Regions from separate parts of the Gossypium hirsutum genome. Here all the other regions are linked to region 4. The links are chromatin contacts, called in public Hi-C maps. All regions are on one chromosome and are shown on one strand. Each heading gives the region's core, a stretch centred on a gene start, on an enhancer-like site or on the middle of the called end of the contact. The rest is flanking DNA. Distances are from core to core; before and after follow the strand shown. Region 1 overlaps LOC107946408 (aarF domain-containing protein kinase 1). Region 2 holds the start of LOC107952843 (protein NRT1/ PTR FAMILY 6.4). Region 3 holds the start of LOC107952845 (UDP-arabinopyranose mutase 1). Region 4 holds the start of LOC107920356.

The links. A called contact is a pair of places that touch in the nucleus more often than the background predicts.
Region 1: a Hi-C map of leaf shows a contact between it and region 4, with 1.9 times the contacts expected there. The contact joins the enhancer-like site here to the promoter of LOC107920356 in region 4. A contact is called at or near these places in 6 of 34 Hi-C or Micro-C datasets (all in leaf).
Region 2: a contact with region 4 is called in a Hi-C map of leaf, with 2.2 times the contacts expected there. The contact joins the promoter of LOC107952843 here to the promoter of LOC107920356 in region 4. A contact is called at or near these places in 6 of 34 Hi-C or Micro-C datasets (callus and leaf).
Region 3: a contact with region 4 is called in a Hi-C map of leaf, with 1.9 times the contacts expected there. The contact joins the promoter of LOC107952845 here to the promoter of LOC107920356 in region 4. A contact is called at or near these places in 3 of 34 Hi-C or Micro-C datasets (all in leaf).

What each region holds. Positions count from the first base shown.
Region 1 is chrA07:57,327,139-57,329,838 of Gossypium_hirsutum_v2.1, forward strand. LOC107946408 (aarF domain-containing protein kinase 1) reads right to left here. Exons shown (of 16, transcript XM_016880715.2): 13 at 2,643-2,700; 14 at 2,460-2,572; 15 at 2,129-2,200; 16 at 1,667-2,032. The coding sequence ends at 1,908. Among protein-coding and RNA genes, the nearest start is that of LOC107946408, 19 kb to the right of the region's middle. Within about 2 kb of position 1,408, at least 2 of the 9 cell types and tissues checked have an H3K27ac peak or open chromatin away from gene starts, as enhancers often do. A contact at or near this core is called in leaf, where this site is marked.
Region 2 is chrA07:57,125,281-57,127,980 of Gossypium_hirsutum_v2.1, forward strand. LOC107952843 (protein NRT1/ PTR FAMILY 6.4) reads left to right here and starts at 1,393. Exons shown (of 5, transcript XM_041117961.1): 1 at 1,393-1,696; 2 at 1,801-1,921; 3 at 2,017-2,234; 4 at 2,347-2,700. The coding sequence starts at 1,694.
Region 3 is chrA07:57,182,632-57,185,331 of Gossypium_hirsutum_v2.1, forward strand. LOC107952845 (UDP-arabinopyranose mutase 1) reads right to left here and starts at 1,328. Exons shown (of 4, transcript XM_016888040.2): 1 at 749-1,328. The coding sequence starts at 1,090.
Region 4 is chrA07:56,582,213-56,584,912 of Gossypium_hirsutum_v2.1, forward strand. It overlaps LOC107920356, which reads right to left and starts at 1,391. Exons shown (of 11, transcript XM_016850035.2): 1 at 1,052-1,391; 2 at 839-913; 3 at 171-312; 4 at 1-38. The coding sequence starts at 894.

The sequences.
Region 1 (2,700 bases), core at 158-2,657, 740 kb after region 4:
AGTTGAACGTCGACAATGACAATAAAAAACGATCGCAAAGCAAAAAGAAAAAGATAAGAACACACAGATTTCACGTGGAAACCCTTTCGGGAGAAAAACCATTGGTAGTGGAGAAGAAAATTCACTAATGTTAAATTTGAATGATACAAGAGGAGTTTAGACTACATCTATTTATAAGTTGAAAAACCTTATTATAATCAATGTCAAATAGAAGCAATGTAGTAAGGTTGAAACACCTTATTCTAATCAATATCAAACAGAATAAGTGTACTTTTATACGGATTTCACTTGTACAGCTTGTACCGTATCGTGAGGGCACACCCTCGGTTACGACCCCAGTCTAATTTTATACTTAATGGAGATTTGCGGCAGCTATGGCCCTCGACCTTTGCCCCCACAGATCCCCTTATTTTGCCATTATTTTTTTTAACAAGAAGTTGGGTCATGCAACTCTAATAGATGAATTGCATGATGTTTACAAAGATAATTAGGAGTATTTTAAGGTCAAATAATGATTGAGAATGATTGGGATTAATTGGAGTAAGTTATGACACTTTTTGAGGTATTTTTAAGCTTGATTTTAGCTTCCATACACCCAAATTTTGATACTTAGAGGGCTTGTATTGATAAAGCTCAAACATAATGTAAAAATGAATAGTATCAAGGTCAAGGTACCGATAAATTGGGGCATGCGTCAATACCTCTACCTTGTTTTCTTAATTTATGTTGTTTTTTACATCAAGGGGTCTCTGAATGATCTCTGGTTGCAACCAGTTTACATATTCAGTTTAGAAATTATTGAAGAAGCCTTAAATAGCTTCAAATGAGTCTAAAAGATGAGTAGAACATGAGTGATTTGTTTGGTACGTAAATGTAGCATTTCTTACATGGTAAGGGGGTGTTACAATCGTCGTTAATGGTAGAAGTGGTTGCGAAGGACCAATTCTCAAAAGATTTTGGCATTATCCAATGGTAACTGATTAGTAAACCAAACTGGTGGCATCTTAGAGAAAACACACCGATGAGTTGAAGTTGACATTTTTAGTTGATTAGTTGTTCCAGAACTTAGTCATTAGATAGGATTTGGGCTAAAACTTGCTATCGACTAACTAGGATCGTAAGTGGTTGGTCTGGATCCAAATATATACGTGGTCAAAGCTAAAATTAAGTTAAATTTTAACATAGGTAATAAAGCTTTAAGTTGCCCCTTAATTGCCCAAATCTAGTCTGATCTAGTCTTTTTAGCTAATGCAATGTTTCTTATTCGCTAGGAATGTTGGCAAGTCACACTATGCATAGCTTTTGAGTCGGATAAAAGCTAGAGGTGATTCCTCTACGTGCCACGTGACATTGTTCTTGCTAGCATAGCATTTATGTTTTGTACTTTATAAAGCCTAAGCTCATGTGATCTTTGTACCAGTTGGAACTTGAGCTCTTTTGGGCCTTGTTACAGGCCTTAGCCCATTTGGCCTGGATATAACAATAATGAATAATAAAAATTTTCAGTGATTAAAAATATTTCCAAATGAATGCTTTTATATATAAATCTCTCTCTCTCTCTATATATATATAAACTAGTTTTTAAATTCTTATCTAAGTTTGTTTTTCCTTTTTCTGACGTAAAAGATTGTAGTAAAAATTTGCAAATGCTTGAACTCAAAATCCATACCCAGTAAATGGTACTTCTTAAAATAATTTCATCACCAAGTTAAGCTTTGAGTAATATTCTGGTTCTTACAATTCTTCAGATTCAGAGTAATTTTATAGTTCTACAACAAAAGCCAATATCAAACTACAATACAGTGCTCCTTGAGCCCTAGGAAGCTTTATCTACATATGGCTTCTGCTCAAAATTTACTTGGTGTAAATAACGAAGTACATAAGACAAAAAAGAAAGGAAAAAGAATCTACATTTTGAAGTAGATGTTGAAGAACATTGTCGACATACCTTTTCCAGCAGCACTCATCTTTCCATAAAACTTATTCAGACATCGCTTCAGCTTCTCCATCCACAAAACCAGATTCGTTACCCCTGAAAATGTTAAAATGTTCCAATCATTCAGGTACCTTTTTTTTTTATTACCTGACATACCTACATATCAGAACTTATGAGAAGAAAAAACCTTACCTATAGTAAGCCTTAGAAGAATGTATTCTATATTTCCTATCAATCTGGTATATAGGGCCAATGATGTCAAATCTGAACACACGAGGATAAAGTAATTGTATTCCTTAAATTGTAAATTAAAACAAAATATGCGACCACAAAATCAGTTCCTTCCAAGAATACCGACGTTAACTGCTCATGAATATAAAAATCTCTTTCTTACTATACACTCGTAAATGTACAAACACAACAACAGATGCATCCATTAAAAGCTCTCCCTGGCTTGGCCAGATAACAACTGATTTAGAATAAAATTAAAGGAAAAAAAAAAGGGTTTAGAAGAACTGTTTACCAGAGCATGGATTCGACTTCAGAGAGAGACCAAGTGAGGCATATTTTCCATAGGTTAGCAACCTCACCCATTTTGAAGCACCAAGCTTGCTTACTGTAGATCTCAGTAATTCACTAAAACAGAAAAGACCAAAATGAGATTAGGAGCTATTGAACTCCAAATAGGCTACTGAATTTATCTTACTCTGTCCGCAATATTATGAGAAAGTTGGAAGGAAGAGATTCCATAAACGAAGATATGT
Region 2 (2,700 bases), core at 143-2,642, 540 kb after region 4:
TCGTTACTTAATCGGGTCGATCCTAACATATTTTTTATAATATTTTATTTTTAAATCGTTTTTATAATTTGTTATCAATTTTTTTTAATATTTTTATTTTATTTTGAAATATTTTTTAGAATTATAACTAAATTAACAAATTTTGTAAATGTTGAGAGCTAAATTTTTTGAATTTTTTTGCAAAATAGAATTGAAATAATAATTTTTTTAAACATTGAGGTTTTTTAATTTTTTTAGATTTAAGATCTAATTGATTGAATGTGTAAATATTAAATGGCTATGTTTTAATAAAAAGATCCACATTAGAATTCTGTTAGAGGTGTTCATGGGTCGAGTTTGGGTTGGGTTTAAGTATGATATTAACATACTTTATGTTTGTCCAAGTCTGGCCCAACTTGAAATCTGAGTCTAAAATTTTGCCCAAACCCACTCATATTTGCTAAAGATTAACTCAAACTCATTTTAGGTCTGCTCATATTATTTTAAATTTTTTTAAAAAAATATTTATATTATATTATTTTAATATTTAATAATTTTATACATTTTTTATTTATTAAAAACTTGTATATAGTCATCTTAACATTGTTTTAATGTTTACATTAGAGTAGTATTATATATTTAATATAGATTTATTTTTTTAATGTGTTCTAAATTACATAATATATAAAAATAACATAATATAAAATATTATAAACTTAAAACAGGTCGAGCTGGACTAGGCTCGAACTTTGAATGTTCAAACCCCGAGCTCAGTCCATATTTTAAACAGGCCTAATTTTTTTACCTAAATTCATTTTTTGGGCTTAATATTTTTATCCAAATTCTCTCAAATTTCGGGCAAACCTTTAGGTATAAACAAATAGCCTGACATATGAATAGGTCTAAATTTTGTTATTGAACTAACAACAAAAAAGCGGAAATATAATTAATTTTAAAAAATTGAATGAGGAAATAAATAATAATAATTATATAATAAAAATAGAAGCAAGACTATACTCATAATTTACCATGCTGAATATAACCCTCCAGGGAATATAATGTCAAATATTTGATTCAATTTAAAAAAGTGTATACTTCGAAAATAGTTAAATTAATAACGTGAAAACCTGTAGAAAGGCAAGAAAGATGTATTAAATTGCAGATGTATGCGAGAGGCAACCTCCATTGAACTAAAATTCTTTGTATTTAATAAATCCAATTGATCTTTCCAAGATTCAAAATTTGGTTAAAAGCAAACAAAAATGTGATGGACGGTTGCTAAACACAACATGACGTGACAATCAAACGGTCAAGAGTTTATCATCGACCCTACATGACATGACAACACCATAAATGATGACCCTTGCAATTACAAATTATGATACTAAATGATGACTAACCTGCAAGTTAAATGAAAATGTGAAGGTAAAACTATACACAATCCTCTTAGATGCATCAAGTACACAGGATGATAATAACACCAAAAAGAACACATTGTACAAAAATATTTTAAAGCTCTCTCCCGACCACAATTTGGGGAAACTCAGAAGATACAGCTAGTGGGTACCCAGGCCCTTATCATGCATTCCCCACCCCCAATCATGCACTTCTCCCCTGCTGTTTCCCCCTCATAATATATTTGGAGCTAAACATTACTATTTTCCTCTCTCTCTCTCTCTCTCTCTCTCTCTCTCTCTTGCGCGCAGTTTCAATCATGGTATAGTATACATTCTATAAAATTATTATTAGCATGCTTGAATATAATTGATCATATAATGAATAGTTTCTTTGCTGCCTGGATTTTGCTTTGGATGCTCATAGGTTTTGGTTGGAAGCCATGGTGAGAAAGATGATTCAAATGAGGGAACCGTGGTTGATTTCCGCGGGAATCCGGTGGACAAGTCGAAAACCGGTGGATGGCTCGCTGCAGGGCTCATCTTAGGTGTTTCACGATGAATTTCAGAAGCTTAAAAGTGCGGTGTACCTTGGTCCCCATCTTTCTTCTTTTGCTAATATGAAGGGAAATTTTTGGTGCAGGATCTGAGCTCTCCGAGAGGATATGTGTGATGGGCATATCTATGAATTTGGTGACGTACTTAGTTGGAGATTTGCATATCTCAGCAGCAAAATCCGCAACTATAGTTACCAACTTCATGGGCGCTCTTAATCTGCTTGGTCTCCTCGGAGGTTTCTTAGCCGATGCCAAACTCGGTCGATACTTGACTGTGGCACTCTCTGCATCCATAACTGCTCTGGTAAGGTTTCCCTTACCGATAATAAGAAATAAAAAAGATATCTTTACGTCTACTTCTTTGCAAACAAAGACTTTAATATAACTTTTTTGGCTGCCATCTCATCTTAACTCAGGGAGTGATTTTATTGACACTGGCTACGACAATTCCCAGCATGAGGCCTCCTTACTGTGATGACTACAGAAGGAAGCATCACGAGTGCATCGAGGCAAACGGCCGGCAACTGGCTTTGCTGTATGCGGCACTGTACACAACAGCACTTGGTGGTGGGGGAATAAAGTCTAATGTCTCGGGTTTTGGGTCGGATCAGTTCGACGTGGCAGACCCCAAGGAGGAGAAGGCTATGATTTTCTTCTTCAATAGGTTCTATTTCGGCATCAGCCTGGGGTCATTGTTTGCGGTGATTGTGCTGGTGTATATACAAGACAATGTAGGAAGAGGGTGGGGATACGGGATTTCAGCAGTAACA
Region 3 (2,700 bases), core at 78-2,577, 600 kb after region 4:
ACACAAACAGATACAATCATCCAAGATTTTTGAATCTCATATCTGTAGATTCCAGTCCAACCAATTACTTATCAATTGAAAGGTATATCTCCATGATTAGGCAGGTACAAAGCTGCTAGAGGTGCATAGCATGTGAAAGTAATTTGAATTCTATAACCAACTGCAAAAAATAAATAAATAAAGTAAAAAGAAGCTAATAAAAGAAAAACTGACTCTCCACACTGCAATATAAACAACATAATAATAGGAAAACAAATGCATAAATCATCTCAGACTCTGAAGATCTGGCAAGCATATCAGACAATGCAGAACTCAAATCCAGATTCGGGAAGGAATTGTAATATATAAATTGATTGCGCTATAAATTACTGTAGTATTTGAAATTGAATTTCAACTATGTAGATTGCATGATCTGAAAGGCTTTCAAAGTAAATCTGAAGCAAGCAGAATTCGATTTCTCATTTGCTACGAATATGTCAACATAAATTGAGGGGGAAAGAGGAGATTAAACCAAACTACCAAAGTGTCCAAGTCTCCCATCAAAACAATCAAAGGATTCAACTTTTGACCATAATAACAAAAACCAAGGTACTAAAACATCACAGGAATTCAATTTAAATCAAGAAAAAAAATAAAAGCACGCAAATTTCCAAACAATACAATGTAAAGATCCAAAATTTGACTAAAATAAGGAAACCCCAGATTCTGAAACACCACAATAAAATTGAAAAAACAAAAAGAAACTTACAAAGCAGTCGTCGTCAATGGTGAAGATATACTTCTTCTTGGATACCATGTAACCAAAGCAACGACAAGCAGAGTCCTTGAAGGAAATGCAAGAAGCCTTAGGACCGAGGATCCTGTTAATATCGTTCCTGTTGTAAAGCTCATAGTCAAAGCCCTCAGGGACCTTGATGGTCTTTGAAGGATCACCATCTTGAACAATGATGAGATGGTAAGGCTGAAAGAATGGCCTCCACATCTCAAGAAAGTCCAAGTTCCTTATGGTTGGTATAACAATGTCGAGCTCATCTTTCAGCAGAGCCACTGCTGGTGCTGCTGCTTGTGTTGCTGTTGCAGGCTCTGCCATTTTCACCGCAAAAAGGAGAAACGATAAAAGGAAAAGTGAAAAAAGCAGAGGTTTTTTCTTTCGCAGTTATTTTGAGGATTGATTGAGAGGAAGAGAGCTTGTTTGCGAATATATGGAGAGGGAGACTGAAGAGTCACGTGAGAAACGAGTGAGGCGGCACGATTGGAGGGAGATACAAAGGAGAGAGACGAGGGATCGTGTTTTGATTTTATTTTTTTTATATAGACAGTATTGGGTTAGAATGGGTTATACGATTTGTGCATAAATTATCGCTCGGAATTGATGGACGGTAAAAGAATTTTAAATAAATAAATATGACACATGTCACAACTTAATTGGGTATCTGTTTTTAAATAATGAAAGTTTATAGTTTGAAAAAAATATATTTAAATAGTTAAACAAATAATTTCTTTTAAGAGTTTATCATTCAATTAAACCTTAATTTATTAGTATCATTTTCATATTATTTTTTTTACATAATATTGTATTATGTTTTATTTTTAATATTTTTTGGGTTATAATGATATTTAGAGTCAAAGGTGGATTTGGATGGACGGTGGGGTATGATATAGTGTGTTTAGCTTATTTTTTGTCTCATACTATAATATCTAATTTCACCATTATAGCTATTTTTTACCCTAACTGTAACTAAATCTACAGTCTATCTAAACTTACCCTAAATTTGTAGAGTTCTATATTTTGGTTCAATTCAGATAATCACTTGGGTTCAATGAAAAAGAAAGGTAAATCACATTTAAGGTCATTAACTATAAGTAAGTTTATATTTTAGTTACTCATCTAAAATTTTTATTTAAGTCATTGAATTGTTAATTTTTTTTAAAAAAGGGTCTTATTAGGGAGCTGCAAGCGATGATTTAATGATCAATGCGGTGGATTAGTAACCACCGAGAGTCGAAGGACAAAACTTAGATCTAAGTCAATTTGCCAATTAATATTGAAGATTGGAGAAAAAAGTAATTTTCAGTTTCAGTTTGTAAATTCCTAACATTTAAAGATATTTTATGAAAGAAAAACTAAAATATAAAAGAAAAGGAGAATATGAGCTTTCGGTTAACACAACAATACGACTAGAAAATACCATACAAAATTTAGAATTCGTTTCTTCGAATTTCATAAACTCTAGCGTATTAACTTAAACCGAACATATGAAATTTTTTTTAATCCCACTTGTGTATCCTAATTTTAACATCATAATAGTAAACAGCAATAATTATTTAATTTACTGAAATTGTGTTTAAAATTTAGAATTAAATCTCACCTTGATAAAAATTTTAATAATAAAAAAGGAAAAAAAAAGAGAATGGGTTTAGCTATTTTTTTTTAATTTGATTTAATTATTGAACGATTCACCCATAATAAACTTAATTATTAGATGGAATAAAGAAAGAAATAAATTCCGTTTCAATCAAGTCCTAGATCAAAATTTTCATACATTAGAAAGAAGTGAGTTTTTGTGGAAATGAAAAACTGAAACCGTAAATCAATTTAAATTTAATCAAAAACTTCAAACCATCTAAAATTAACTCGATTTTAAAATCATATAAAAAGACTGAAATATATAAAATCATAACTCATATAGTATGGGTCAG
Region 4 (2,700 bases), core at 141-2,640:
CTACGACCTTTGGTGTTAGCAAAAGGAGATAACCTGGACTGTAAAATGTAAATAGGAAGAAAAAAAATCCACTTAAATTCATTAAAATATTCTAATCATTTGAAAATTAAAAATAATTAAATAAAACCATATATTTCAAAAGAATCAAAATAAAAGGTGTGCTCAACAACCTTGGTAACCATCAATTGCCACAAGTGAGCAGGACGTGAACCTAAGTCCCTAAGCCATGGCCGGTTGTCCACCAAAATGTAGAATTTTTTACTTTCAGGGGCCAAGAAAAGGCTAAGATCCGATAGATAAGACTGCAAGTCTCTGCAATCAGAGATTAGACAATAAAATTTCAAATAATACATAAGAAAAGTGGAAAACCCTGAGAAATAACTCAGTGATTGTGATATTTCCCATAAACCAAGTGCTTAGAATAAATCAATTGATTAACGCACAGGATTTGATATTTCTACAAATGAAGTCCTAGAAACACACAAAATTACCATATAAAAAAATGTATCAACACTCATTAAAAGAAAGAAAAAAAGATCACTAATCAGAAATCGGGAAAAAAAAATAACACGACTGTATGAAGTATGACTAGCAGCTGAAGCATATGTTAACCAACTCATATTTTTCTAATCATAAGCGCATATACCGGAAATGAGCATTGGAATATGATCCCAACATATATGAAAAACTTCGAAAAAAGGAAATGCATATACCGCCTCAAACATGTATATCTATGACAGTCAATCCGAGTCCATGAACATAGTCTGAAGCCAAAATTTCAACTTCTACTCAGATCAAGCATACAGATGGTAAAAGTAAAAATAGTTAAAAGAATTACCCGATTTGGAGACTGGTTAAAGGAAAAACAGAGCGCTCATCGTCGTGCTTCCCCATCAAAATTAAGCTCTAAGCTCTGTTTTTAATTTCAAATTACAGCAAATCACAGCTAAACAATTAGCATATAAGAAATAAAAAATTCATTCATATCCAAAATAAACAACATTACTATATATATACATAGATAGATACTAAGAAAGAGAGGAAAATAGACCTTGAAGAAAGGAATTCCATGAAAATGGAAGTGATAAAACAAAAAAGGGAGAGAAAAGGAAGGAAACACAATCACACTTTTAACTTCATAACAACATTTAATAAAAGAGAGAGAATCAGATTAAAAGGCAAAAAGAAAAATGAAATTGTTTTGTATTAAATGAAATGAAAGGAAATAATAATGGTTGAGAGGGAAAGAGTTTGGTTGGGTTGGAAGGCGTGATGAAGGCAGGCAAGATTCGACACGTTCACAACACGTCTATGTGTATTCAAAAATTATTGGATATTCGAAACAAATAAATAAATAAGAGTTAGTACTTAGTACTAATTATTGATGTGAGAGCTTTGGAGGAAACTGGAAAGAAGTGGAAGACGAAGGCTAAAATGGTAAAATTAGAAGGAGATCTGATCTAATTAATATACCTACGCGCCGAGAATACCCTTACGATGTGCTTCGCCTGTTTCTATTTATAAAAATTGAAATTATATAACAACAATCTAACCAATTATACTATTACCAAAAAACCAAACATACTACCAACTTGAAGATGAAACACCCAACTCGCTTCTTCTTTTTCACTTAATAAAGAAATTGTTGAATTTGATAACCGGATAAGTACAAAGCCAGCTTTTTTTTAACTGTGAGCTTGAATCTAACCGTGATGAGAAGGTCCTTTCAGAAAAAGAAAAAGAAAAAAAAAACCAAGATAGAAAACGACATAAAATTGATGAGGAATAAAATTTATGATAATTAATGCATTGTATTAAAAGATATTATATTAACATGTTGAATATCTTTTTTTAGATATTATCAATATTGTCGAAACTATTGGTAATCGACTTTATTTGAAAGCGAAAATTAAAATAGGAGTTGTCATCGATCTTTATTTGGTGTGATCGGATCACTTTTGTTTTAAAACAATTTTAGTTTATTAAAACAGCATTTTGGTCTACGAAATTCAAGAGAACAAGTTCGGGAGTCGGTTAAATGCGAAGAAGGATTAGCACCCTCGACACGTCCAAAAATTGGTACCGAATTGATTAGTTTGTGGCTCAATGTCGAATAGTTGAAAACTGGGGACGGATTTGAAATACTATCCTTTTTTATTAGCATCGATTTTAAAAATTCTTGAATTAGCTCAAAACAATTGTTAAAGATTTCCTCATCTCGAGATATCGGAGTATCACATCCCGTAAGTTAGGACACAATACCATGAACTCTCAAGCACAAGTTTGTCTTTAATTTTAATTAGAATTCCATGTATTTTAAAATTCGAAAGGATATTTGGCTATTTAGAATCAAGGAAAAAATCGAAACCCCGTAAGTTAGGGCACAATCCCTCGATGTTCTAAAACGCAAAACATTGCCTTATTTTAGAAAATTTTGTTTTTGAACAATAGCAAATACGATATTTAAATAACGTGTATTATTTTTTGGAAAAAAAATTAAGCGATCCAAGTCGGGTCAGTATGTTAGGTTAATGTATGATATGATTTAAACTAGATAAAACAAAAATATAACATAGAGTACGGAATAACAACACGAATATAATATTATACAAGCAAATGGTAATAACAAAAATACGAATAAACGAATTATACTACACACAATGGCAATAATCACATAACATATGTCACTTAAATACTAAT